Linked DNA regions of Mus musculus: region 2 is linked to region 1. The links are chromatin contacts, called in public Hi-C maps. All regions are on one chromosome and are shown on one strand. Each heading gives the region's core, a stretch centred on a gene start, on an enhancer-like site or on the middle of the called end of the contact. The rest is flanking DNA. Distances are from core to core; before and after follow the strand shown.

Evidence for each region. A called contact is a pair of places that touch in the nucleus more often than the background predicts.
Region 2: a contact with region 1 is called in a Hi-C map of bone marrow-derived macrophages, with 3 times the contacts expected there. The contact joins the enhancer-like site here to the promoter of Etv1 in region 1. A contact is called at or near these places in 4 of 39 promoter capture datasets (3T3-L1-derived adipocytes, the C10 cell line and pre-B cells), 1 of 15 datasets of contacts at CTCF or cohesin (the NIH/3T3 cell line), 14 of 484 Hi-C or Micro-C datasets (the C10 cell line, the HPC-5 cell line, bone marrow-derived macrophages and 10 more), 5 of 115 datasets of contacts at active chromatin or transcription factors (the NIH/3T3 cell line, bone marrow-derived macrophages, embryonic stem cells and 2 more) and 4 of 9 other capture datasets (adipose tissue, liver, macrophages and 1 more).

What each region holds. Positions count from the first base shown.
Region 1 is chr12:38,777,914-38,782,564 of GRCm38.p6, forward strand. Etv1 (ets variant 1) reads left to right here and starts at 2,169. Exons shown (of 13, transcript NM_007960.5): 1 at 2,169-2,508; 2 at 2,935-3,066; 3 at 3,886-3,973. The coding sequence starts at 3,022.
Region 2 is chr12:38,859,467-38,864,398 of GRCm38.p6, forward strand. Etv1 (ets variant 1) reads left to right here. Exons shown (of 13, transcript NM_007960.5): 12 at 1,821-1,922. Among named protein-coding and RNA genes, the nearest start is that of Gm34611, 45 kb to the right of the region's middle. Within about 2 kb of position 1,520, at least 32 of the 459 cell types and tissues checked have an H3K27ac peak or open chromatin away from gene starts, as enhancers often do. A contact at or near this core is called in bone marrow-derived macrophages, cortical glia and forebrain, where this site is marked.

The sequences.
Region 1 (4,651 bases), core at 919-3,418:
CTTAACTTTCAATTACTGTGGGAGTCAAATAGTTAACAGGTAGGGGGTCCATCTGAAGAACTGCAAAGGAGAAATGTGGAGAGTCTGCAGCATGATAGACCATCCTAAAAGAAGAGGCTTGTCTAGAGATGATGGACTTCGGGACCTAGAAATCGGCAATGTGTGAAAACGTGCACTAAAAGAAGCTGGGGAGAAAATGACACGGGGATAAATCCAAAGTAGAAATGACAGCTGCTGAGAGGAGACCGCTGAATAGTTTCTACACAGTGAGACAGCTTACACATTTACACAACCACGTGCTGAAGAGCAAGGAAAAGTTACTAGTCCTTTCTCAGCTTTCTTTCCACTCTCAATTCCCTCCTTTTCAGGATTTTTTCTTAGTCAGGGCACCCCGGGATTATACAATGTGAGAGTTCCATTAGCCTAGACTTACTTCCTCTCTCTCTATTGCTCTTCGATAGAAAGGTACTTCCCCTCCTCTACGGTCATTGGTACCAAGTGTGCAGAGGCGGAAAGCCAAAACAGAAACACACAGACACCTGCGCGCACCTGCAAAACAACAACAACAACAACAACAACAAAAACTTTTGTGGTTTGAGGAACTTGGGCCTTTGTTATGTATTTTTTTTCTCCTTGATCCGCCACGCCCCCAACCACGTGACCCAGAGAGATTGGGATTTTGTGAATGGAGCCGAAAGGTGGAGTGGGGGGGGGGGGGAATGGGCAACGCCCCCTGCTCGAAAGCATCCAATCCGCTGGCGGAGCGCTGCGGGGTCAGCAATAAACAACAATGGACTGGAAATCCACGGTTCCTCATTGGCTTCAGGGACAAGCTCCCGGGGCCTTTCGAGAAGCTCCGCCCTCTCCCGGTTGCTCTGGATACCTGTCCCGCTCTGGCCTCACAGAAAGGCTTTGGAAACTGTTACCGCCTTGTCTGGGGTTTGCAGACTGGCGGGTTACCCACGCTGTGCTCCCCTCTTCGGGTTGCACCCTCACAAAGTCTAGTAGCGTTCGAACGCACCCCTCGCCCGGGCTCTGATACTGTCCTCTCTCAAAGAGGACGCGCGCGGCGCCCTGACTAGGCTTGGGGCAAGCATTGTGTGTGCCCTGGAAGACTACACTTTTCCCTTGGTGAAGCGCAGAGTGGTTTTGTCATAAACTACGCTCTTTCTCGGCGGGTCCGGAGTACCAGGCGCGCACGCTCCCATTTTGATGTTTCCACCATGTTCCATTTAAGGGAAGAAACTTTCAAATAGAAATTGAGAACTGCAGCACATTGCTCAACGGGGCTAAACAGCTGCTGGAAAAGTCCTTTAGTCCCCAGCTCTGGTCCCCGCCAGGGTCTCAAGTGACTTTTAGCACCGTAAAGCCCCGGCCCCACTCCTCCCTGGCTTCCAATTCTTGGTAGGGCAGCGGCTGCAAAGGGGACACATCAGAACTAAGCTCTGTGGGCAGGCAGCTTCAGAGAGATTCTCGCTTCCAAAGGTCCCATCATTGTCCTTGTAACCCGAGCCCTCCCTGCTCTTCCCCCACTTCTTGGTGGAGGAAGTGAAATCTTCAAGTACAGTAAGTGACACCCTCCGCCTCTCTGTATACATAACAAAAGCTCCGGAAACGGCGGGGACGGGGGAGGGGTGCGGGAGGGGGGCATCTGAACTACCAAGTCCTCCCCCACCCCTCTGTGGCCACTGGAGGTTTTTTTCCCTCTCAGCACTCTCCAGGATGAATCTGATTTTTATACTTTCCTCGCCCACTCTGCTACGTACTCCTCCGGATCCTCTCTTCCAGCGCCACCTCTCCTTAGAAGCAGCTTCTCCCGCTTGCTTTCCTTACAATATTTTCATGTCCAACGGACGAAAGGAGATCATTTTTGTTGAAGATGTATTAAAAAAAATCTTATAAGCCCTATTACAGTGTTGAAAATGGAGAAAAAAAATAGCTTGGACCGAAAGCTTCTGAGGAGCAAGGCTGGAGCGTGTGGTGGGTGGACTCCGGGTCAAAGGTAGAGAAAAGGGATTGTGGACACTCGATCTGTACCCCAACCTCTACGACAGTGCTTTAAGGACATAATAATGGACCAAACAACGCTAGGAATGAGAACTGGTTGACTCGATACACTAGGTTTCAGTATCCCTCCGGTTTTAACAAAAACAGCGAGTTAGGAAGGAAGTAGTTTCCCTCGGTGGCTTTTCCTGGGTGCGGACCCTGCGACTTCTCCCAGAGTGGTCGCAAAGGCATAGGGGCGCAGGAGACCCAAGGGAAGGGGCCGAAAGCTGCCTGATTGACAGCCCGAAATCTGATCTTGTGAAAGAGACGTGGAGCCAATGGGAGGCAGCGATCCATCAGTTTGGATTGGAGGCCCCTGGAGGAGAAGTAGAGGAAAAACCACCGAATTCAGCTCTGTCAGAGGCGCTTTCGGCTTCCAAGGGGAAGTGCTGGGCAATAATTAATGTTTTTATTAAATTTGGAGGGAATTTTTTGCAGCCGTTCGCCTAGCGTGGCCTTCAGGTGGGTATTTCCAACAACTTTTTATGTCTCTCCAGATAATTGCATGGTTGTGGGTTGCAAAAACTATTCTTATGAAAGAGGTAGCTCCGTCTCTTTAGTCCCGTTAGGTGAAAAGCAAGTCTCGTTGATCGCCATTGCTAGTTTTGCCCACGTTTGCGAATCAGAGCCGCCTGGGGTACACTGACCGAGCAGGGAGCATCCAGAGTGTAAATAAATACATTGCCTCTTGTTAGGATTTTTGATACGACCGAAAGTATGTAAATTGTGAACTCTCTTGGCTCTCTTTGGATCCAGGTGAAGAAGGCGGCGTAGGGGAGGGTTATTTTTGTGAATGGGGCTGTCGAGGGTAATTAGCTATGCAAATGCAAGAGCTTCATTCATGATTTTTTTTTTTTTAAGCCTAAAAGCCATCTTGTTCCCCTCTAGGTTGATAGAAGTCCAGATCCCGAGGAAATCTCCAGCTAAATGCTCAAAATATAAAACACTGAGCTAATATTTGCGAAGAGGAGCAGAATGGATGGATTTTATGACCAGCAAGTGCCTTACGTGGTCACCAACGTGAGTGATCAGTTCGAAAGTTGCTGTTTATAAACTTGACTTGGACGGGGGTGGGGAGAGCGAGAGATGCGAAGGGAGGGGGCAGGGGGTTGGGACTGCAGACACTTTATCTGCTTTGTTGCCACTGTAGGGCGACTCTGCTTCTAGAAGCCCTATCTACAAAATGAGCTTACCTTTGAGTGATTCGGATAAGGCATAGTTTTGTTTTAAGACCTCTTCTTCTGGTTAATATGTCCACGATGAGTGCAAGAGGAGACGGAGGGCAGCAACAGCTGCACTCAAAGTTTGTGGCTGGGTTTATCTGCCACATTGAAAAGAACGAAGTTGAGACAAATGCTGACAATTTTGTGTTTACATGGGGTGTCTTGGGGGGGGTCTTCCCCCTCCCCTCTCATTTTCTCACTTTTCCCAGTTTTCCTTTGGCTTCTCTTATTACGGGTGGGGGTGCTGTCTGAGAGAATGGAATTCGCTGTTTTAATCTGGAGTTGATTCAGAAAAAAAAAAAAAGAAAGAAAAGAAAAACATTAAGCGTTTTAGCTTAATGTTTTGATGCTGAGATTACATGTAACTAGAATGAGGATAAGCAGGAGTGTTAGGACATGCTCTGGGAAGCAACTCTCCCTCCTCACTGCCTGCCGAACTCTCAGCCTGAGCCTCCACTGTCAAAGTCAGACAATATGTGTTGGAGTTCTCCTGTGAACTTTTTCTTTTCTACTCAGAGAGAGGATCCAGTAGGCTTAAGTTATGTATGCATTTTTTTTAAACGTGTGACATCTGAGGTTTATATTCTTTTAAAGGATTTTATCTTTCCCTTTGTAGAGTCAGCGTGGGAGAAACTGTACCGAGAAACCAACAAATGTCAGGAAAAGAAAATTCATTAACAGAGATCTGGCTCATGATTCAGAAGGTGAGGTTTGATTCTGAGCTGAACGCCTCTTTTTTCACTGATACTTTTTCCCCTCCAAAGGGGGACATCTTAATCTCATCGAAAAAATAGTAGACATTGAAATATGGACTGAAACATGCAACCACTCACACAGTGAGTTTGCCTTGGAGACTATTTTATGGTCTTGTCACAAAAGTAATGAGAGGAAAATAAACACGTAGCAGTGACCTTCTTATTTTAAACAGTATTTTGTGTTCCTTCTTGTCCATTTGTCAGATAATTCCCTGTACTGAGATAACAATTTCAAACTGTAACACCCTGGGATAAAGTAAGCAGCCATGCCTGCTGCTTACATTTTTCTTTCAACTTTATTACAAGTTAAACAATATAAATGAAGCCATATATTATTGTTGAAATTTTATGAGTTTGATGACTGCATTTTGAAGTCATAACATTTGTTGATAGGCCGTAACATGTTCACTAGATCAAACTTAAGGCTTATTGAATACTTATAATATTATTTAGTAAATTAGGCTGTAGATTCTTCTTATAAACTGTTGGTAGGAGGTCAATATACTATGAATTATTTCAGCCCTGTGGGGCCACTCATTATGATTTGAAGAAACTTAGACTTAATTACTAAAGTTCACATTGAATTTAAAATTAAATGGACTGAATTATAAAACTTCATGAAATTTT
Region 2 (4,932 bases), core at 270-2,769, 81 kb after region 1:
GAATTTTTCACACTTGCGAGCTTTTGTGGCTAGGACACAACTTGGTATCTCTATTGAGCAACTGATAGCCTTCATTACACTTTTGAAGGATTTTACTTAAAAAAAAAAAACCTAGAAAACAACCCCAACAAAACAAAACTCCCCTCTTCTTTCCCTCCCTCCCTCCCTCCCTCCCTCCCTCCCTCCCTCCCTCCCTCCCTCCTTCCCTCCTTCCCTCCTTCCCTCCTTTCTTCCTTCCTTTCTTCCTTCATAGTCTATCCCTCATCTCCATTCTGTTCCTCATTTCAGGGTCTCATAGCCCAGGGTGGTCTAGAACTCATAATCTCCTGCTATAGTCTTAGTCTCATATTCAGCTCCCAGGTACTGGAATTTCCAACACACCTCACCATGCCTGGCTTGCTTTCCTTTCATTTTGGCACCTGTCCCTGCTGCATTCACTATTGCTTAGAGCATTTACTGTAAAGATTGTGGAAAATTAAGATGTGTTCTCCCCTTTGACTGCTGGCTTGAACGAATAGTTTTGTTTCTGCTCGATCGTATCACTACTCACAGAACAGTACACCAATCCATGTGATTCAACATGATTATTTGTTCATTTCGAAAACACAAACTACTTAAAGATGGGTGGGGTGGGGTGTGGGTGACAGATTGCTGCTAACCAAGGGAAGACACGAGCAGAGAGATGATTCTCAGGACTCTTTTTGTTGATAGGACATAACTTGGAATTTTGAGGAAACAAAGGCTCATGCTCTGTTTTGGGCTTGCTCAGGCTGAGCATGATCTTTCCTCAGACTACCAAAGAATGAGGCTTAATGAGATCTAGACTGCACTGGGGTGAGAGAAACAGGCTCCTCTCTCTGTATGCCTCCGTCAGCCCAGCGTGATGGTGAAGTGGAGTGGTGCCATTGGGAAGGAGAAGTGGTTTTAAGCTCTGTTGGAAAGCTCTGTCCTAACCACATCCATCTCTATGACCGTCACATTTGAAACCCTTCTGAGACCTTTATGAAAGCCACACTGTGGACATTCTGCTTTAAAAGGAAAAGACTCATATACATGGTGACTTTTCCACTTCCGCCTTATTTTTAGCATCCAATTAATGTTTCCTAAATGAGTTTAATTTTCCAGTTTGGGGTTGGCTATAGTTTTCTTAGATGCTGATTTAGGCAACAATTATTTGTACTTGAGCTTATTAATTGGCATACTGTTCCCCCTGCTGCCTCACTGCCAGCTGCTGGTCACTCTTTCTTCATACAATCTGAGCAGAGTCTTTTTTTTTTTCTTTCTTTTTTTAACAAATGCAATAGAACACCTTTACAAAGGGATCATTAAGCAGTTCCTAATCTGGGATTTCTTTTTCTTTTTCTTTTTTTTTTGTCTGAAAGTTCAGGAAGGAAAAGACTGCTAGTGTATGGCAGAAGGGAAAATCTGCCTCATTTTGGTGAATTGCACAGTCTGTTCTTTCGTGATGCAAACACATTCCCTTATTTCCATTTAATTTCTATCCAAAACAATGGTGACAAAGGATCCTATTGTGACGTTGAAAAGAGAGAACTGTAAGCCTGGTTTAAACCAGGACACAGGGAATTCACAACATGAAGGCTGTTGCTGTTGCTCTTTCTTTATGCCTTAGATTTGAAAGGTGCGTTTAGAAGTCATATATTTATGAACTCTCTCTCTCTCTCTCTCTCTCTCTCTCTCTCTCTCTCTCTCTCTCTCTCTCTCTCTCTCCTCTTTGTGTGTGTGTATGTGTGTGTGTGTGTCTAAGTGTGTAAGCCAGTTTAAGACTCAGCACTAACAATAGGATTCTGTTTTGGTGGCAGGTGGCCCGGCGTTGGGGCATTCAGAAGAACAGGCCGGCGATGAACTATGACAAACTTAGTCGTTCTCTCCGCTATTATTATGAGAAGGGAATCATGCAAAAGGTGAGATGATGATTCATTAAAGCTCACTGTGACGGTGCCCATTGGTCTCCACGTCATATTTTTAGAGAGCACATTATCAGGGCTTTGCTTCAGTCAGGCTTTCCCCCATGCTGACACAACTTGGCTCCTGCTTAGGATATCAGGACTCTATTTATAACTTCATGGACATTGGACATAAATGTATAGTGGTATCTACCAAATGACAATCTTTCTGGAAGCTTTCACTTTGCTACACATGGTAAACAGGTAATTTCAGTATTGATACTGGATCTCCAGGTCTCTAAAGGCTGTAATTTTATTGTACCTCAGAGTCACACATTTTTGAAATGCTTGTTTTTTTTTTCTTGTTCTATTTCTTTTTTGCCCCTACCTTCCTTTGGTTTTTTAAGACAGGGTTTCCCTACAGAGCCCTAGCTGTCCTGGAACTCACTCTGTAGACCAGGCTGGCTTTGAACTCAGAAATCCACCTGCCTCTGCTCCCAGGAGCTGGGATTAAAGGCATGCGCCACCACCACCCGGATCTCTTGTTCTGGTTCTTAAAACACTCAGGCAGCCCTTGTTCTTATTAGAAAAAGAAAAAAAATTTTTTTTCTTGCTAGATATCTTGCCTTATCTCATCACTTGACAGTTTACTATCCCAAACTACTTGCCTGAAATAAATGTTTCATCTTATTTGGTTCATAGAACAAAGTTCAATATATTTTAATTCAAATGAGCTTTTAATATTTAAAAGTTCTTTTGCATAAAATACAAAAACATGGATAAAGATAAAATGTACTTAAAATATAACATTTATAAAGGAGGCCATGAATAAATGAATATATGAAGATAAAACATTTGGATATTTGTTATTATTTCCTTCAGCCTTGTGTGGTCTGTGGCTTATATAGCCCTACATGTAGATATGAATCCTGCATGGAATGGACTTTGCGGATGCCACTGTTTGGTACTAGGAAGGGAGGTTGTTTATCACACCAACGTGCAAAACTTGGAGTCTGCATGTAGCTAGTAACCAATCAGGGCCCCTTAGACTCTTAGCAAGTTCTCTTAGCCTCCTTATAAGCACAGTGTGCTATTTTAAGAAACATTCATGACTTCTATGAGACTTCTTTCTAGAATGTTCTGCCTGTTTCATGATATCTCTTGCTATGGGTATCGACTATCCTCATGGCAAAGTAAATTGTAGCATAGTTTATTCAGAGGAACTCTGTGTCTCCCCATTTTATTACATAAAAATATATAATGGGGAATTACATTCAAGTCTGTATGACCATATTTGCTCATTGGCTTAAAACCTTAATTAGGCACTTGTGCTGTGTGAAAAGAGCAGTTGAATTAGAAGCCTGAAGAGTAAAATAAAAATAACCAAATGGGTTAATGCAAATGAAACATTATAAATGGTTATTAATTTCCATATTTCTGAAATAGAAATGAATGCTGAAAAATGTTTATTGTACTTCGTAGATAAAATATGTGCACATCTTGTTAAACATGTAGCAATGCTTAGAATACTTAAGCAATACATAAAATATTTAAGTATTACTATACTAATATAGTAATGTTTGTATTCTGCATAATACAATTATGTTTGCTTCTTTTGCTTATCATCTATATTTGATATTTTATTTATTTAATTTAATATTCATACATAAATATAATTTATTTGGGTCAAATATACCCCTATTCCTTCTCCTTCAAATTTTAGAAAAAATTATTATATTTATTTATTTACTTATTTATTTAGTGTGTGTGTGTGTGTGTGTGTGTGTGTGTGTGTGTGTGTACCACCAGTGTATGTGTGCAAGTCAGATGATACCTTGCAGTAATCAAGCTTGACTTTCCAATCTGTGGGTCCCAGGTGTCGAATTCTGGTTGTCAGGTTTGGTGTCAAGTACCCTTGCTGAACCATCTTGAAAATTTAAAAGTTGAAATGTAATTTAAATATCTGTCTGGGCTTTATTTGACAGATCTACCTCCCTGTTTACTTCTGATATGTTCCTCCACAAAATCCCTGTGTTTTGTCACCTCACTGTTGCCTTTAGCTTTACCTAATAACCTACAGGGCTTCTTACACCACAACTGTATCACTAACCAAGGAGGGCATCATTCACTCTGTTTGTATGTCAGCTTTAACGGGGTGGAAAGTATGGAGGTAGCATGAAAGTGTTCCCTCACAGGAAACTAGAAGGAAGTAGAAAGCAGAAGTTCCTACGATATTTGATGATTTCTGCTGCATATTGTACATTTAAATTCCTCATGATGAAATCGTTCTCACTTATTACATTGCTTCTAAGTGAAGACAACCCCAACATGTCAAACGTGTCAGACAAAACAGGTGCACTCCCTAAAGCAAACAATTCTTTTTCTGTAGCCCCAAACTAAACAGAGTGGGCTATAGAAGACTCAGAGGCATGCTGAATACAGCATTTATTTTACCTTCGTTTCCTGAAAGTAGTTTGAAAAATAGGGAAGAACGGAAACAAAACTAAGATATATTCTGTATATCTCAGCTTTTGTCTGAAACTGCCTGGTTTTTACTTTGGGACTCACTTCATTACTTCATTCCGTGTGTGTGTCTGTGTGTGTGTGTCTGTGTGTGTGTGTGTGTGTGTGTGTGTGTGTGTGTGTGTGTGTGTGTGTGAATGTGTGTATGTAATGAGGTCTAAAGGAGGAGAGTTAACTAGGTGTCTCCATTTGCTTTGAACTGTGCTAGAGTTTTTCTATGCATCACAGCTGGCCTTCCAAGGAGCCCTTCCTGTTTCAATTTCACAAGACAAGGAACTGAAGAGCAGTTTAAGAAACATGTCCAGATTCATAAACATCTCTCGGGGTTGGCTCTTTCAAACCTCTAGATATCCAGATTACTTGGACTCTAATGTGGCTCCTTTTACTTAAATTCAGGGCAACAAATATTCTAACTCTGAGTCCAGAGCAGCAGACTCCTTGGCAGTCATTCCTTGTCTCCCAAACATGCACAGAGAGTTTATAAACTGTGAGCACACTGCTTCCC